Regions from separate parts of the Sus scrofa genome. Here all the other regions are linked to region 2. Evidence: chromatin contacts called from public Hi-C and HiChIP or PLAC-seq data. All regions are on one chromosome and are shown on one strand. Each heading gives the region's core, a stretch centred on a gene start, on an enhancer-like site or on the middle of the called end of the contact. The rest is flanking DNA. Distances are from core to core; before and after follow the strand shown.

Region 1 (3,432 bases), core at 373-2,872, 250 kb before region 2:
TGCCCCTCCTGGATCAGAGCACTTCCCATGAGGCAATGAGAAGTCTGTAGGACCACGAGGCTGTGCCCACCTAGTTCCAGTGACACCTCACTCTAGTCTTGCTCTAGATAATTGAACCTGGAAATGCCACACCCAAATGGCCCCTACCTATGGCCTCTGCCCAGGTCTGTCCTCCCGAGGGTGGCCAATATGCACACTCCTGGCTGCAGGCAGTGGCCAAGTGGCATGCAGAGATGGAGCTTGGACGTGCATCCAAGCTGTTGAGTTGTCTGTGCATGGGTGTATGCGAGGCCTCCCACTGTGCAGGACAGAGGAGGGTTTGGAAGAGAAAGACTCTCCATTCGTCCCCCATAGGTATCAAGGACAGACCTGGAGGTAACCTGTGGGGTCCTTTTCTTACAGTTCTGGAATCTTTTCCACACCAATCACAATATCTGCAACCCCACCTCTGAGCAAAGAACAGCAAGAAAGGGAGGCTGAGTGCATGCATCTCAAGTGACTCCAGAAAGATAAAGACACACCTTGATGCCCCGCAGGTAGCATGAAAGACAAAAGGAGGGGCCACCTCTCTTTCTGGCCTGTAGTCCTAACTCAGGCTCCTCTGCAGAATCTTTACATCTTTCATGAAAACCAGTAGGTCTCCCCCGTACCTCTGCTCTGATGACAAGGCAGCCCCTTTTCCTGGGGAGAAAAGCCACCTGGATTATCCCCCCCACACACACCCATGTCTGGCTGCCTCGTCATCTTTTTAATAATCTCATAGGAAAATATATTGTTTTTCATTTGCCTCTTAGTTCCTCCCTCCTCTAGCAATTTCTTCTTTCTCCCTCTGAAACCTTATTTTTGCTGTATGGAACCCTGGGCTATAGATTGCCTTAAAAACATGCACTGTAAAGTAAACACATATGGCTGTATCTCTGAATTGTCCAGATCAGGTCCAGCTGTAGAACTTCACCCTTCCAGCTGTTTCCTTGTGAACAGCCCAACAACTGCAGGATCCTGGCTTAAAAGCTACTGTTACTGGTCAGGAGCTCCACGGACACGGTTCACCTTAGATCACCATGAAGAATCGGAGCAGCCCAGGTCAATGGCCCAGGCCCAGGCCCCTGACAAAGCAGGCAGGGTACTGCTGCAGCCCAGGGGCAGGGTGGGGGGAGGGCAGAGAGTGACCCCAGGCTGCCAGAAGCTACCTGACACCTGTGTCCCCGGGGTGTTTCATAAGCCCCAACAGCTCCATAGTTTTAGGGGAAGCGGGGGCTCCCATTACTGTACCAGCCCGTCACCTTCCCTGGAAAGTAACTCCCACCCCACTTTGAACTTTGTCCCCGGTGAAGGAGGGGAGGTGACTGCATATGTCAAAAAAGGTCCAGTCTGGCCTCAAAGAAAGGGCTGCACTGTCTCCCTCTCACAGAGCCCTCTGCAGTTCCTTTTAATCCGCTTACTCGGTGCTCCCCTCAGGTGGGGGGAGCACAGATCCCTCTGTCAACAGCTCTATCTAGAGCAGCCCCGGGGCCAGCCCAGCCTTCACCCTGGCCCCTCGGCCTGCTCGGCGCTCCCTGACCCCGGGACTCAGCTGTGAGAATCAATCATCTCCTTCCAGAACTCATCATTCAGCAGCTGCGGGGCCTCAGCTATTTTTACTGCCCTGGGAAACCCGTGGCCAAGGACGTGCTGGGCTACCTTTGCAGGAGGTGTTGCTGCAGAAAGAAGCCACGGGTTGTCAGGGCAGCTGAGCCTCTGCCTCAAGGTTAAACCCAAAGTGTCTGCCCTAGAACAGGAGAGCACTTGACCTTCCGCTGTGCTGCAACATGAAGGCTTATGTGGGGGAAGCAGAGGGGACCGGCCCAGGGCTGAGGTAGAAGGGAGGGGGAGGGGAGCGGGGTAGACACATGTGTGCCTGGGCTTCTCCTACCCAACAGGGGTGTCAGAAATCATAACAGCTCAGGCACCTGCGCTGCCCCCGCCAAGAAACACCCTTCAACAACCAACACACACAGGGAGCCTTCTATGCGCTGGCCTGGCTCTGGGCCTGGCAGTTCAGGATCTGCCCTGGAGCTGGCCAGCATCTAGAGAGGCCAAATCTCACAGAGCATCACCAAACCCACAAAGAGAGCTTCCCGGTCAGTCCACCCATCACCCTGTTCTTTGCCAGCCTGAGTTTATAACTCTCTTGGTTCCCAGGGGAGGAACCCACGGGGTGAAGGAGCAGGTGATGCAAAGCATTTTAGATTTGCAAAGGTTCATCCGACACCCTAAACAAGCTCCTTCAGCACAGTCCTCTGAGGTAAGTCAGTATTTTTAGTCTGTTTAAAAATAGTCTGGACGGCCAGCAGCTCGGCTGCCTGTGCACACGTGTGCTTTGCTGAGTGGGAAGAGCAGAACTTACCGAGGAGGTCCTATCAGCCACAGGTGGGACAGGTCTCAGGCTCCCTCTATGTCTCCCATCTCCAGAAAGGAAAGAAGGTGGTCTGGAAAGGAAAGATGAGGTCTGAGGCTCTGCTGTTTGCACCTCTGTGACCTCTTGGGTGGCAGGGAAGCAGAACCATGAAAAACTCTGATGGAGGGATGGGTGATGGGGTGGCTGATGGTCTGGATCCCATTCAGGCTCCAATGAGGTGAGTCCAGATCCAGTTCTCCCTGAGCTGGGGAACAGGCTGGTGTGCCATTGCCTCCCTGGTCTGTTGAGGAGGAGCTGGGAGGCTAAAGGCTCAGATTCAAGGTGGAAAGGGAGATACTCATGGAACGTTATGTCTCTCAGAGCAGGAGGCAGGCGTGAGGGCTGCTTGGGTTACGTGAGACAGTGTGTGACCTCGCCTGGGTGGGGCAGCAGCATGAGGTCCTGAGAGGTTTGTGAACCACCCCAGGGCCCTGGAGTCCAGTCAGGCCCAAGACCTCCCTCCGTGCCCCAGGCTCTCTGTGGCTGTGATCGACCAGGCACTTTACTGCTCTGAAATAGTCTCTCCCACAATCAAAGCCAAATTAGCAAATCATTTAAAGAATAAGTCACTTGACACTTTCATTTACAGCTGGGGAGTGTGCAAATTGACATACCTAACCTTTCTGGAGGACAATTTGGCAATTAGTATTAGACCTTAAAAACATTCACAAGAGCTAATCGTTTCTGCTTTATACACTTCCCCAAAGCAAAGGATGCCCAACAACTGCGGAATAGTGAAATGGATGCATTTACGTAATGAAGTACTGGGTTGTTACATATTTAATACGGTGGGAAAGTGCTAAAAATGTAATGGCCAATTTGAAAAGGCAGAATAAAGACTGTATATAGACTATGATCTCAAGATTTTTATTATTGTAACAGTTTCTAGAAGAACAAAGGTCCCTAAGAAAATTCCTGGGAGTTCCCGTTGTGGCTCAGCTGGTTAAGAACCCAGCGAATATCCATGAGCATGAGGGTTCAATCCCTGGCCTTGC
Region 2 (3,781 bases), core at 788-3,287:
CGCGTTGAGCTGTGGCGCAGGTTGCAGACAGGGCTCAGATCCCCTGTTGCTGTGGCTATGGTGCAGGTGGCATGGGCCGGCAGCTGCAGCTCCAATTCGATTCCTAGGCTAGGAACTTACATTTGCCACAGGTATGGCCCTAAAAAGCAAAAAGAAAGAAAAAAAAAAAAAAAAAAGAATGGAAGAAATAAAGAAAATATTCACATTACAAAGTTACAAAGTACTATGTAACTTTGCCATAGTACATTTAGATTGATGCAAATTTCACCTGTACTGAGATAATGTGCTTCATCTTTCTTAGAAACTCTTTAAGAACTTTAGCCCTCTTTCTATAACAAGCAAAAATATTATCTTCCTCAAAATAAAACATACAAATTATGGCTCATCTACAAATCCACATAAATTGAACATATTTTAAGATATGAACCAGAAAGATGACTTCAACTAGAAAGAATTCCTAGCAATGTAGAAGTAAGCTACCTTCCTAGAAAGTTGATTTAATAATCGAACCTTTAAATCACATTTTCCTATACTTCAACAGTTCATTTCATAATTTACAAATATATTTATGATATAAATTATAACAGCAATGCAGAAAAATTACAATCTTGGTAAATTTTTCATCTCAGAAATATTATGTATTCAGAGAGTATACAAATGGTTCCACAAATATAGGACTACGTCAGACTATCACATAATTTGTTTTACATTTTTTAATTAAAAAAGCTAACTTTTGGAGTTCCCATTGTGGCACACTGTGATCAGCTGCATCTCTGCAGTGCCAGCACAAATTTTCGATACAGGCACAGATCCAGCACTGCCACAGCTGCAGCACAGGTCGAAACTTTGGCTCAGATCTGATCCCTGGCCCAGGAACTCCATATGTCATAGGACAGCCAAAAAAAGAAAAACAAACAAAAACTAACTATTTTATAAGCTTCATAAATAAATACCTACATGACATAGAGAGGTTCATTTAGTAAAACAGTGCCTTAAAACACAAAGAAAGCAATTAGCATGGGAGACTTTAATGAACACAGCTTTGAAGCCCTTCTGGAAATTATAGGCTTGATAAAAGCACTAACACTCTACCAGTTGCTGACACAGGTGCTACTGCCAATCAGCTGCATTTGCTGAAGCGAATTCTAAAGATTACTAATTAATCTCCATACCGAAACCAATGGCTGCCGTCCATTTTGATCACCACTTTTTTAAAAAGGCAAAAGAAATAGTCACTCTATGTGTAATCAAATACAACTCTAGGTAAAAACACAACTCTACGTAAGCTGTGCACCTACTTAATTACATAGTTTTATCATTTTCTGGCATTTTTTATACTAAACCCAAAACTTCTATAGGTTGGAGTCATGGGCCTTATAGTCTCTCCACCTGCTATTTTTGAATTATTTCTACTTACCACAAATGATATGAAAGTGTTTGTGAGATATTTGGGGAGAAGGGTCATATTACATAAATATGAGAGCATTTTCTTTGTTGTTAATTTTGAACCTTTCAATCCTAAATTCAGAAAAAAGATGTCACAGAGGCGTTCTCCTAGAGATCACATCTGACTTTTCATCCTCTACCCTAACTCCCAACACACACACACACACACACACACACACACACACACACACACACACACACCTGAATACTTTGTTCTACCATCGTCATATCATATTCTCTGTTCAGAGCACTGTCCAGAATTTAACAAACATTAATCAGTGTTTCCAAGGCTGGGCAATTATTATAAAAGTGATACTGAAGTTCTTTAAATACCCTGGAACTAGGTGCCAAAGAAATTATTTTAAATCTCTTTGATATATAAACATATGTATATAAAGTGAAAAATGCATGTGACAGTTCTCTTTATGATTGTCCATCCTTTTAATGTTTTAAGTTAACATTAATCCTTGAATCTTAAGTAACACTATCTGTTCTACATGTTTTTAAAGTTTCTTTCATTCAACTGTACATGCCTGTGACTACCGCAATGACCTCTACAAAGGCAGTTGTGCACTTTACTGTGGTGCAAATCTTCACAGACAAGTTGAACCTGTTCTTTTTGGCACTAAGCCCTTGTGCTGAACACACAGCTGAGATTTATTATAAAAGGGGAACTAAGGGGTATTATTGCACAACATTTATCCTTCACATATAGCCAAGTATAATCTTTTACAACCTTTGAGAGCTCTTAAATAAACAGATCTTCTCTTAACTGCACAAAGAGTTTCTTACTTGTCACCAATCATATGGCATATTGAGATTCATTTTACATTAGGAAAAAGCTAGCACACAAAACATACATACTCAGTTGTTAAGGTTAGTCTCTTAATATTTGATCAAAAATAATAACATTTTGAATATTCATTCCTGCCTTGCTGTTTTTAGCAAGGTCAATGCAGTGAAGTAATAAACACGTGTCTTCAAGGATCCATAATTTAAGAAAATAGGTTTAAAAAAATCTTTCTACAGCACTCTTACAGGTCTTTTAAAAACATTTCAGAGAAAACTTTAGCCTTTACTTTTACACTGTTTTATGTTTTCTTTTTAATTTCAAAGTTCAGTTTTAATTAGCTTTCCCATGGCATTTTAAAAACACTTCCCATTTCTGAAGAATTTTGAAGTTAGCTCTGATACACACGACTGCTGCCAGGCTATTTCCTGACTTCAACAAATCTGATACCCTGGGGGAAGGAAGAATTCCTTGAGCTCTAAGAAGTATCTCTTATACCATACCATTTCCATTAATTCTTCAGTATTTGCTAATTGATCTGTCATTAAGACCTGACTGTTGAAAACAAAGAAATTACTGTAACCTCAAAAGAATTCTATCCTGAAACAGGTTCAAACTAGCTTATCAGCTAACTGTTCAACATAAAGCAAACTAAAATATGTTGATTCAGATGAATACTTCCTTGCTATAAATTCTTCTAATTTTTTCATTACTATCAAGAGTATATTTGGGGGGAAAAATGCCTGTAGACATATGATGGGGAAGGGAGCAGAGAGTATTGCTTAATGGACACAGAATTTCAGTTTTACAAGATGAAAGCAGTTATGGAGATTGATTATAGTTATATAATACAAATGTATTTAGTATTACTGAACTACACATTTAAAAATGGATAAGATGGCAAATCTTATGTATGTGTGTTTTGCAAGATAAAAAAATTTTAATTTAAAAGTTAAAATTAATTTTTTTAAAGATTGACTGATGAACTGATTTTTTTTTTAATGGTGAAAAAAAATCTAGTGATATGTTTTTAGGAATCAGAGGTTCACAGTGAGTGAAAGAGACATGTTTAGAGATGGCATCAAATATATTCTGTAAAGACAAAATAACTGGAGAGTTAAATTAGAAATTTCTTTCATTAAAGTTCAACATCTAAGCAATAAATTCATATTCTCCAGACCTAAGAAAATACGTTTTAAACAATCTATTATTCTTTCCCTCTGTCTAGGGAATACAATTATAAGTTCATGAGTTTGGGCATTTTTTTAAATTCATAACTAAAAAGGAAACATTTTTTCTTGAAATACGCAATGTTTCAGAAAAAACTAATTACATTAAATTTTAAGTTTGTGCAGGCATTACATCTTTAAATAGATATAATTAACATGCATGAAAATTACTTACCAGTTTTGCTCATAATATTTATACTACTTGAGGCAGCATAAAAATTGATAAGAGTAACTATAAAACATGAATTAAATACGTTAAAAATGTCTCAAGATTTTATCTTACACCATGTTCTAACACTATGTCAACACTGGTGGT
Region 3 (3,513 bases), core at 962-3,461, 160 kb after region 2:
TACATAATATGGAAGTTTCAATGTTTTGAAGGTTCAGTAAATTATGTAGTGTACAAAAGTGAAGTCTAAATTACCCACTCAGAACAGTAACCCTATAGCCCACACTCCTGTATCCATGTATACAGATGGACAGATACACTTCATTTCTCCTGGGAAGTTGAGTTCTAAAAATCTATCACTCAGAACAGACGGTTTTATGATAGCATGAAAAGAAAAGATGATAGAATTGTTCTAAAATGAAAGGCCTTTTGGTGTATTAACGGCTGAAAACATTATAGCTTAAATGAAGATGTGAAACAAAAATTAATTTAAAACTGCAAAAAAAAAAAAAAGCCAAAAAACAAAAAACTTGTGCAGAAAGTTTGAAGCATATGGACACCCACCCAGTTTGCAACGAGGGCAGTGGGAGCCCCAGACTTTAGCTTATTAAAGATGACCTTTCCCCTCTCTAAAATTTCAAAGCTGACGTTTCAAGTGCTGAGCAGACTGTGTGCCATATGTAACATGACCTCAGCTCCACTCTGCCCAGCACTGATGGCATCACTAATGAGGGGTGAAAGGTCCTTTTCTTGCAGCTTTTTCAGAAACCCACCAACTCTTTGCCTGTGAAGTAAGGCTCCTCCCTCCCCCCACCCCTTGATTTCAAGAGAACTGCATTTAATACACAGCCTCAAAACACTTTTATTACCGGTCGATTTGCTTATAGCCACAGCCAAATGGCAGGATGTACAATCACATACAGAAGAAAATATTTATTTTGACTCACAGGCAAAGGGATTAAGAGAACATTGTATTAACCTTGCCTTTCATCTAGGTTTTAAAGGGAAGTTCTCCAGAGGCGTCCATTGAAGCTCTATTTTTTTTTAATAAAGAATATCAAAGACTTTTAGGAGACCAGGTGTGTGTTTATCTGAGGGGAGTAGAGAAAGGGAAGAAACTATATGGGGGGCGGGGAGGCCGCTTTCACAAGCTGCTTCAGAGACTGCAAAAAATGTATGTGCAGGAATCTGTTAACAGGCATTCCTACCAGCCGGCTACTCCCCCTCCCCCTGCTGCTTGGAAACAAAATAGCTTCTTTCCAAGCAGGTTGTTATCATATTCATGGCATGGTCAATTTCCGTTTGCCAAGAAAATATTTAGGCTGATCAAAGAAATTAGAAAATCGGATGAATAGAAACAGACGTTCCCACAAGAGAAGCGTTTCTCAATGTGAAGAGGCAGGCAGATTGCAGCCCACCCAGTTACTCCTAGGAAATAGCTCTCTTGCTACAGGGCCACCTGGATTCTGCTGGAAGAGCCCTGGAAGATTCTCGGCTCCCCAGGAAATCCACATGGGGACTGGAGCTTGGGACTCTCTGGTGGCGGACTTGTGAAGAGATGATCGGTTCTAGTATCTATGAATAAACCTGGAGGGCCTTTAATTACGTCCATTAATACGGCATTTCAATACATGAGTTTGAGATCCTTTTGTTTTGCTTTGCCTGGCTTATTATGAGTATATAAAGACAAGAATACATTGTCCTTGGTAGTTGATAGAGGAGTTTCTCCTGAATTAATATAAATTCAAATTTTAGATTTGTGAGTTTGGGTGGGGAATAGTTGATAGTAATCTCAGAACCTCTGGCCTTCGAGTGCACACCCCGGCCAATCGGTGACAGTAAATAAGAGGGTCTTCTGTCCCTTCCTTGTTTCTGCTCAAGGCGCAACCAAACCAGGTGAGGCGCTTACATGCGAAGGATTGGTTGGCGTCGCGGTTTCCTTGCAAGACAGTCGAAACCGAAAAGTGCGCTCCGCTCCGGCAAAAGAGATCCGGATTCTCCCCCACCCCTTGCTCGCCTTGAGCAAACTGGAGCACCTCAATCGCCAGCCAAGCGTTGCAGACCTTACCCTTGGCCTCCAGTTTTCCGAAGGAGAAAGCGAGGGAGGGAGGCCAAGAAGGAAGGCAACTGTGGGGGCCGCTTTAGGGCCAAAGACTCCTTTCCTGCGAGTCTAGACAACGCGGCTCTAGCCAGGCCACAGCAGGAGAAGCGGTTGCTGGTCCGTGAGCTGAAAATCCGCTCTGCCACCCTCGCCCCTCCCCGCCGCGCGTCCCTCGCCCCCGGGGCTCGGCCGAGCATTTTCCTTTCGTGTGTGTGCGTGTCCTTGTGCATGTGCGTGTGTGTGTTTCGGTTCCTCCCGGCTAGGCCAGGGATCTTTTGCCAGGAAGACAGCGCCCTCTCTCTCCTCCCGCAGTGCCCGCCGCCAGCCTGCGCCCCCTCCCAGCTCCGCTGACCTCTCCGCGCCTCCTTCTCGCCCCCGCCCTCCCCGGCCCTGTCCCTTCCTTCCTTACGCCCCTACGCCTCTAGGCCCCCAGAACCACCCCGAGAACGATCGAGAGAGATGCAGGGACCGAAGCCTCGTGACCGAGTCAATGGGCCGACCGGGCCGGAACGCCAGACCTCTGGCAGCCTGACTGGGCGGAGCCGTCCCCGGCGCAGACGCGGCGCCCAAGAGCTCCAGCTCGGCCCGGGGAGGGGTTCCTGGCGCCGGCAGCCGGGAGGGGGTTAGCCCTGCTCCCCCAGCCTGGGCACAGACGGCCTGCGGGCGGGGCCGCGAGGACTCGGCGCGGCGAGCTCTTCTCGGCGCCGGCGCGCACCTGGCAGAGAAGCTTACCCGGGACCCCTGAATGGGCCGGCGAAATGTGGATGCGGGCCTGCACGCTGGGTGATGGGTGGGCGCAGGGGGCGGGAGGGTGTGCTGGTGAACTTGAGTAGAGATGAAGGAAAGTCCCTATAGCCTGATTCCGAGACCTGAAAGCTCCCTTTGCGGCCCATTGGCTGCCTAGAAGCCTTAATCTGCTGGCTTCCAGGAGAGCAGCGCCAAGTACAGCAATGGTGCTGGAAACGCTGTTTGCAAAATCTAAGCCCTGTGGGGTTGGCGAAATGCGCAGAGGGGCATGCTTTGAGTGGGCACCTTGCAAGTACCCCCCTCACACACACGCACGCACACACACCCCGTATTTCATGCCCCACAGCCCAGAGAACTAGTGCTTCAGACAAATATCGCTCGGCCCATTCGATAGCAGAGGCAGTCAAGCTTCCAGCTGCGAAATTCTGGCTCCTTTAGAACCCCCCAAAAATGTACTCGTGTGGACATGCAAAAACACTTTCCACCATGGCGTGGATTTGTACCGACAGAGGTACAGGCCTGAAGTTCTCCCTTTCCGCTCCCAACCGTTCCCGGCGCCTGGGAGCCACAGAGGGAGTTCGCCTCAAGCTCACCCGGCTGCAGAGTGCCGGCGGCTCCCAGAAATGCACTAATTGAGTCACAAACCACCGGCCGCCCCTAACAAAACGATCTACCTCGGCAGCTCAGCGCCCAATTTGTCCACAGCACTTTCTTCCGCAATTCAGAAGCATTATCTTGTTTTTAAAAGTATCGCGGCAGAAACGTGGCAATTATCCTAGGCTCGGGTTACGCTAAATGGCTTTAGGCTGAGAAATGGAACAATACAAATGCCGCGAACGTGCTGAT
Region 4 (3,498 bases), core at 982-3,481, 160 kb before region 2:
CTGTCAGAAACAGAAAAGGGGAAAGTGCTCTGGAGGCAGAGAACCACCAGAAGAGAAAACATTCAGGGGGCTTGGGGTGCCTAGTCCAAGTGATTTGCAAGCTCTTTCCTCGTTTAACCTTCACCGCAAACCTGTGAGGTAGATAGTATTTATTTCACAGGTGAAGAAATGGAGGCATGGAAGTAACTTGCCCAAGCTGGAAACAGTCATCTGGCTTGAGATATTTGCACTGTCAACTATTACACTATGAGAAAGCACCAAGGAGCAGAGTGAAGAAGAAATCCACCATAGCAAAAGAAAAATAAGAAATGTCTATCAAAAGGACCAGTTCCCAGAATCATTCGTTACTCTTTTTTCATCAGCATTTAAACAAAAAATTGCTTCCAAATGCTATTTAACAGTTCGGTTCAAAGAAAATGAAGAACTTCTACAACACAGTATTTGTTAGAAGCATTAAAAACTTAAAATGTTCATTTCACTTTGAGATACATTTTCCTTTTTTTTTTCTTTTTTCTTTTTTGTCTTTTTATGGCAGCATATGTTGGTTCCCAGGATAGGGATCCAACCTGCGTCCTCATGGATGCTAGTCAGGCTCATTAACTGCTGAGCCATGATGGGAACTCCTGAGATACATTTTCATTTCAGTTTTATAGTTGGTTTGGTGAAGTTATTAGTCAAGATTCCTAAGACAAGCTAAGGAGTTTCATGACAGGCCTCTACTGTATTGATTCTATTGCATCTGCAGCTGTTATTCTAGTTCAGAAGAGAATGTTTCCTATTCTCACATATTTGAGATATTAAAACTACAACGAAATTTTAAAAAATCAAAACAAAAACCAACCCCTCTTCCCCCAAACCCTGTACTCTCACAGGCTACTTTACTCAAGATTCCTTAAAAAGAGTTCTCATCATGGCTCAGAAGTTAGAGAACCTGACTAGCATCCATGAGGATACGGTTTCGATCCCTGGCCTCACTCAGTGGGTTAAGGATCCGGTGTTGCTGTCAGCTGTGGTATAGGTCGCAGACTCAGCTCGGATCCTGTGTTGCTGTGGCTGTGGCATAGGCTGGCAGCTACAGTTCGAATTGGACCCCTATCCTGGGAACCTCCATATGCCATGGGTACAGCCCTAAAAGACAAAAACTGAAAGAAAAAAAAAAGACAAAGTTTCACTTGGGGTTTGGGTCTAAGAAACCATTAATTTATAAAAATAATTACCCTTTTTGTTAAACACTTAAAATACACATATGGAGATAAGATTACACAGATCTATTTTTAAAACAGAATGAGGTTTTCAGCACTTGGAAGAAGTGCAGCAACTTCTTAAAGGATTAGTCAGCCAGCTCTAAACAGATGTGCTATAGGAAGAAATAGTAGGTTTGCCTTTCCTTCTAAGAGAGATTCAGTTTTACTAAACACATGCTTTTAGTTATGGATAGTAACTGGTTTATTCTATTCAATGTATCTGCTAATCTGGTGTTCCTACTAAATGTCCAAAGCCACCGAAAGTCTATCCCCACTCAAAATAGTTCACAACACAATCTCTCTCCTTTTTCAAAAGGACTTAAAGAAAAAAAATCTGAAAGGGAGTTCCCATCGTGGCACAGTGGAAACAAATCTGACTAGGAACCATGAGGTTGTGGGTTAGATCCCTGGCCTCATTCAGTGGGTTAAGGATATGGCATCGCTGAGAGCTATGATGTAGGTCACAGACGCAGCTCAGATTCTGCATTCCTGTGGCTGGGGTGTAGGCTGGCAGCTGTAGCTCTGATTGGACTTCTAGCCTGGGAACCTCCACATGCCTTGGTACGGCCCTAAAAAGCAAAAAAAAATTCTGAAAACAATGTCATTTCCCTAATTTATGCACAAATAGAAATTAAAATATATGGAGGGACTCCCTCCACCCCCACAACTCAAGGAAAATACATGTTTGTTTTGTCATTTATCAAGATTTTAAACTTGAATAAAAAATGACCAGAATATTTACCATTCTGAAAATCTTATACACTTCAATAAAATTTTTACTAAGAAATATTTCTCAAAACTTTTTTAAAGTGACAAGTTACCAGCAAATTTTGTCAAAGGAAGTACTTGTGAGAAAGACCCTTCTTCCCAATTTCCTTTATCTCCCCCATTCTAAAACTGCTTTCTAGAATTTCTGGACAATACTATTCAAGGTCTCCAGAAGCTTGCAGATTGACTACAGATGAGCTGACCAGCAGATGGCGTTGTAACAGCACGCCCAACCCGCGTTTCCCAGGAGACAGTACAAACAAGTAATTCTTCAGAATTCACTATCCTACCAAAAATATTTTTTTTCAGAAAGTAAAGCCAAATAGTTTTTAACTTAATATTAAATCACAGTTTTCAAAAATCTGAGCATTTGAAATTTTTATAGTTCTCAGTTGAGAATGATCTTATTTATATACGTTTCTGTTTATAAGATTTAGAAACTGTGATACTTGACCACATAAAAGGAGTGCTGAGTTTCTCTTAAAACTTAGATCTCCAAACTGAGGTGTTAATCAAGACAGCTAGAGTAGGTCTGTGGGAGCTCTGCTAGTCTGGAAAATCTGGGTCATTCTAGCAATTTCAAAAGGTTTCCGTATTTACTAATGTTTAGGGTTTTCCTTTCACAATCGTATAGCAGTGATTCAATCTTTAATCTCCTTTAAAGAACTGGAACATTAAAGAACTAAGGAAAGAACATGCTATCCATAGTGGCCCCTTCATATTTTATAAGAGGAAAAAAAGGATTTAAATACTCCTAGGAGCCACTCACCTTGCATTTTGATTTGGGCAAGATATAAAACCAGAAACAACATCAATTTACTTTTATCGTATACTTCTCAGAGTTAACAGGACTTCTTCTCAGCTTAACTGAAGATGATTTGGGGTTTACTGCTTGATTTCTGGGGATATTTTAGCCAACTGAGTGGTCTATCTCAAGAGTTTAAACACATGTGAAACTAACCACTTACCTTTGTTTTTAGAAAAAGAATCTCAATGCGACACAACTGGAGGAACTATGTGGAAACTACCTGTACTTACTTGCTCTCACAGTTCTTAATCCTTCTACTTGTAGTCCACTAAATTCAAACTCTCAGCCAGAGTTCTCTTCCCTATAACAGCATTAAATATTAAAACTTCCAGATGCTGCTTTTTTGACTTTGTGTCCAAGCAGCAGAGACTGTCAGCAAATGCTCCTCCAGGGCCTGAGGCAGTGGGCAGCTGGGGGCTCTCTCTGACTTGGCCTATTTTGGGCCCCTCATTCATTAGTGCTAAGAGGCAATCAGGAATCGCTTCTAAGTAGTATTTTACTATGTGGCTCTCCATTTTCCAAAGACAACTGTTTCCCTAACTCCAGAGTAAGAGTGTTAAATTTAGTGAGTCACATATTTTTCTATCTAAAGTTTAGAGATTTTTCAAAGACAGTAGATTGTTCTGGTCTATTTGTTAGACCACATTAGTGTCCTATGACTAATACTTGGTGTGTGAT

Evidence for each region. A called contact is a pair of places that touch in the nucleus more often than the background predicts. HiChIP or PLAC-seq counts read pairs in DNA pulled down with a chosen protein or histone mark.
Region 1: a contact with region 2 is called in an H3K27ac HiChIP or PLAC-seq map of skeletal muscle. The contact joins two enhancer-like sites. A contact is called at or near these places in 1 of 47 Hi-C or Micro-C datasets (skeletal muscle) and 1 of 2 datasets of contacts at active chromatin or transcription factors (skeletal muscle).
Region 3: a contact with region 2 is called in an H3K27ac HiChIP or PLAC-seq map of skeletal muscle. The contact joins two enhancer-like sites. A contact is called at or near these places in 5 of 47 Hi-C or Micro-C datasets (epiblast stem cells, fetal skeletal muscle, skeletal muscle and 1 more) and 1 of 2 datasets of contacts at active chromatin or transcription factors (skeletal muscle).
Region 4: a Hi-C map of fetal skeletal muscle shows a contact between it and region 2, with 2.3 times the contacts expected there. The contact joins two enhancer-like sites. A contact is called at or near these places in 1 of 47 Hi-C or Micro-C datasets (fetal skeletal muscle) and 1 of 2 datasets of contacts at active chromatin or transcription factors (skeletal muscle).

What each region holds. Positions count from the first base shown.
Region 1 is chr1:190,033,666-190,037,097 of Sscrofa11.1, reverse strand. No RefSeq gene overlaps it. Among named protein-coding and RNA genes, the nearest start is that of SLC38A6, 110 kb to the right of the region's middle. Within about 2 kb of position 1,622, at least 8 of the 83 cell types and tissues checked have an H3K27ac peak or open chromatin away from gene starts, as enhancers often do. A contact at or near this core is called in skeletal muscle, where this site is marked.
Region 2 is chr1:189,787,512-189,791,292 of Sscrofa11.1, reverse strand. The region is part of intron 6 of MNAT1 (menage a trois homolog 1, cyclin H assembly factor (Xenopus laevis)); the gene reads right to left. Among named protein-coding and RNA genes, the nearest start is that of MNAT1, 99 kb to the right of the region's middle. Within about 2 kb of position 2,037, at least 8 of the 83 cell types and tissues checked have an H3K27ac peak or open chromatin away from gene starts, as enhancers often do. A contact at or near this core is called in fetal skeletal muscle and skeletal muscle, where this site is marked.
Region 3 is chr1:189,631,184-189,634,696 of Sscrofa11.1, reverse strand. No RefSeq gene overlaps it. Among named protein-coding and RNA genes, the nearest start is that of SIX1, 8.3 kb to the right of the region's middle. Within about 2 kb of position 2,211, at least 38 of the 83 cell types and tissues checked have an H3K27ac peak or open chromatin away from gene starts, as enhancers often do. A contact at or near this core is called in fetal skeletal muscle and skeletal muscle, where this site is marked.
Region 4 is chr1:189,951,039-189,954,536 of Sscrofa11.1, reverse strand. The region is part of intron 5 of SLC38A6 (solute carrier family 38 member 6); the gene reads right to left. Among named protein-coding and RNA genes, the nearest start is that of SLC38A6, 29 kb to the right of the region's middle. Within about 2 kb of position 2,231, at least 9 of the 83 cell types and tissues checked have an H3K27ac peak or open chromatin away from gene starts, as enhancers often do. A contact at or near this core is called in fetal skeletal muscle and skeletal muscle, where this site is marked.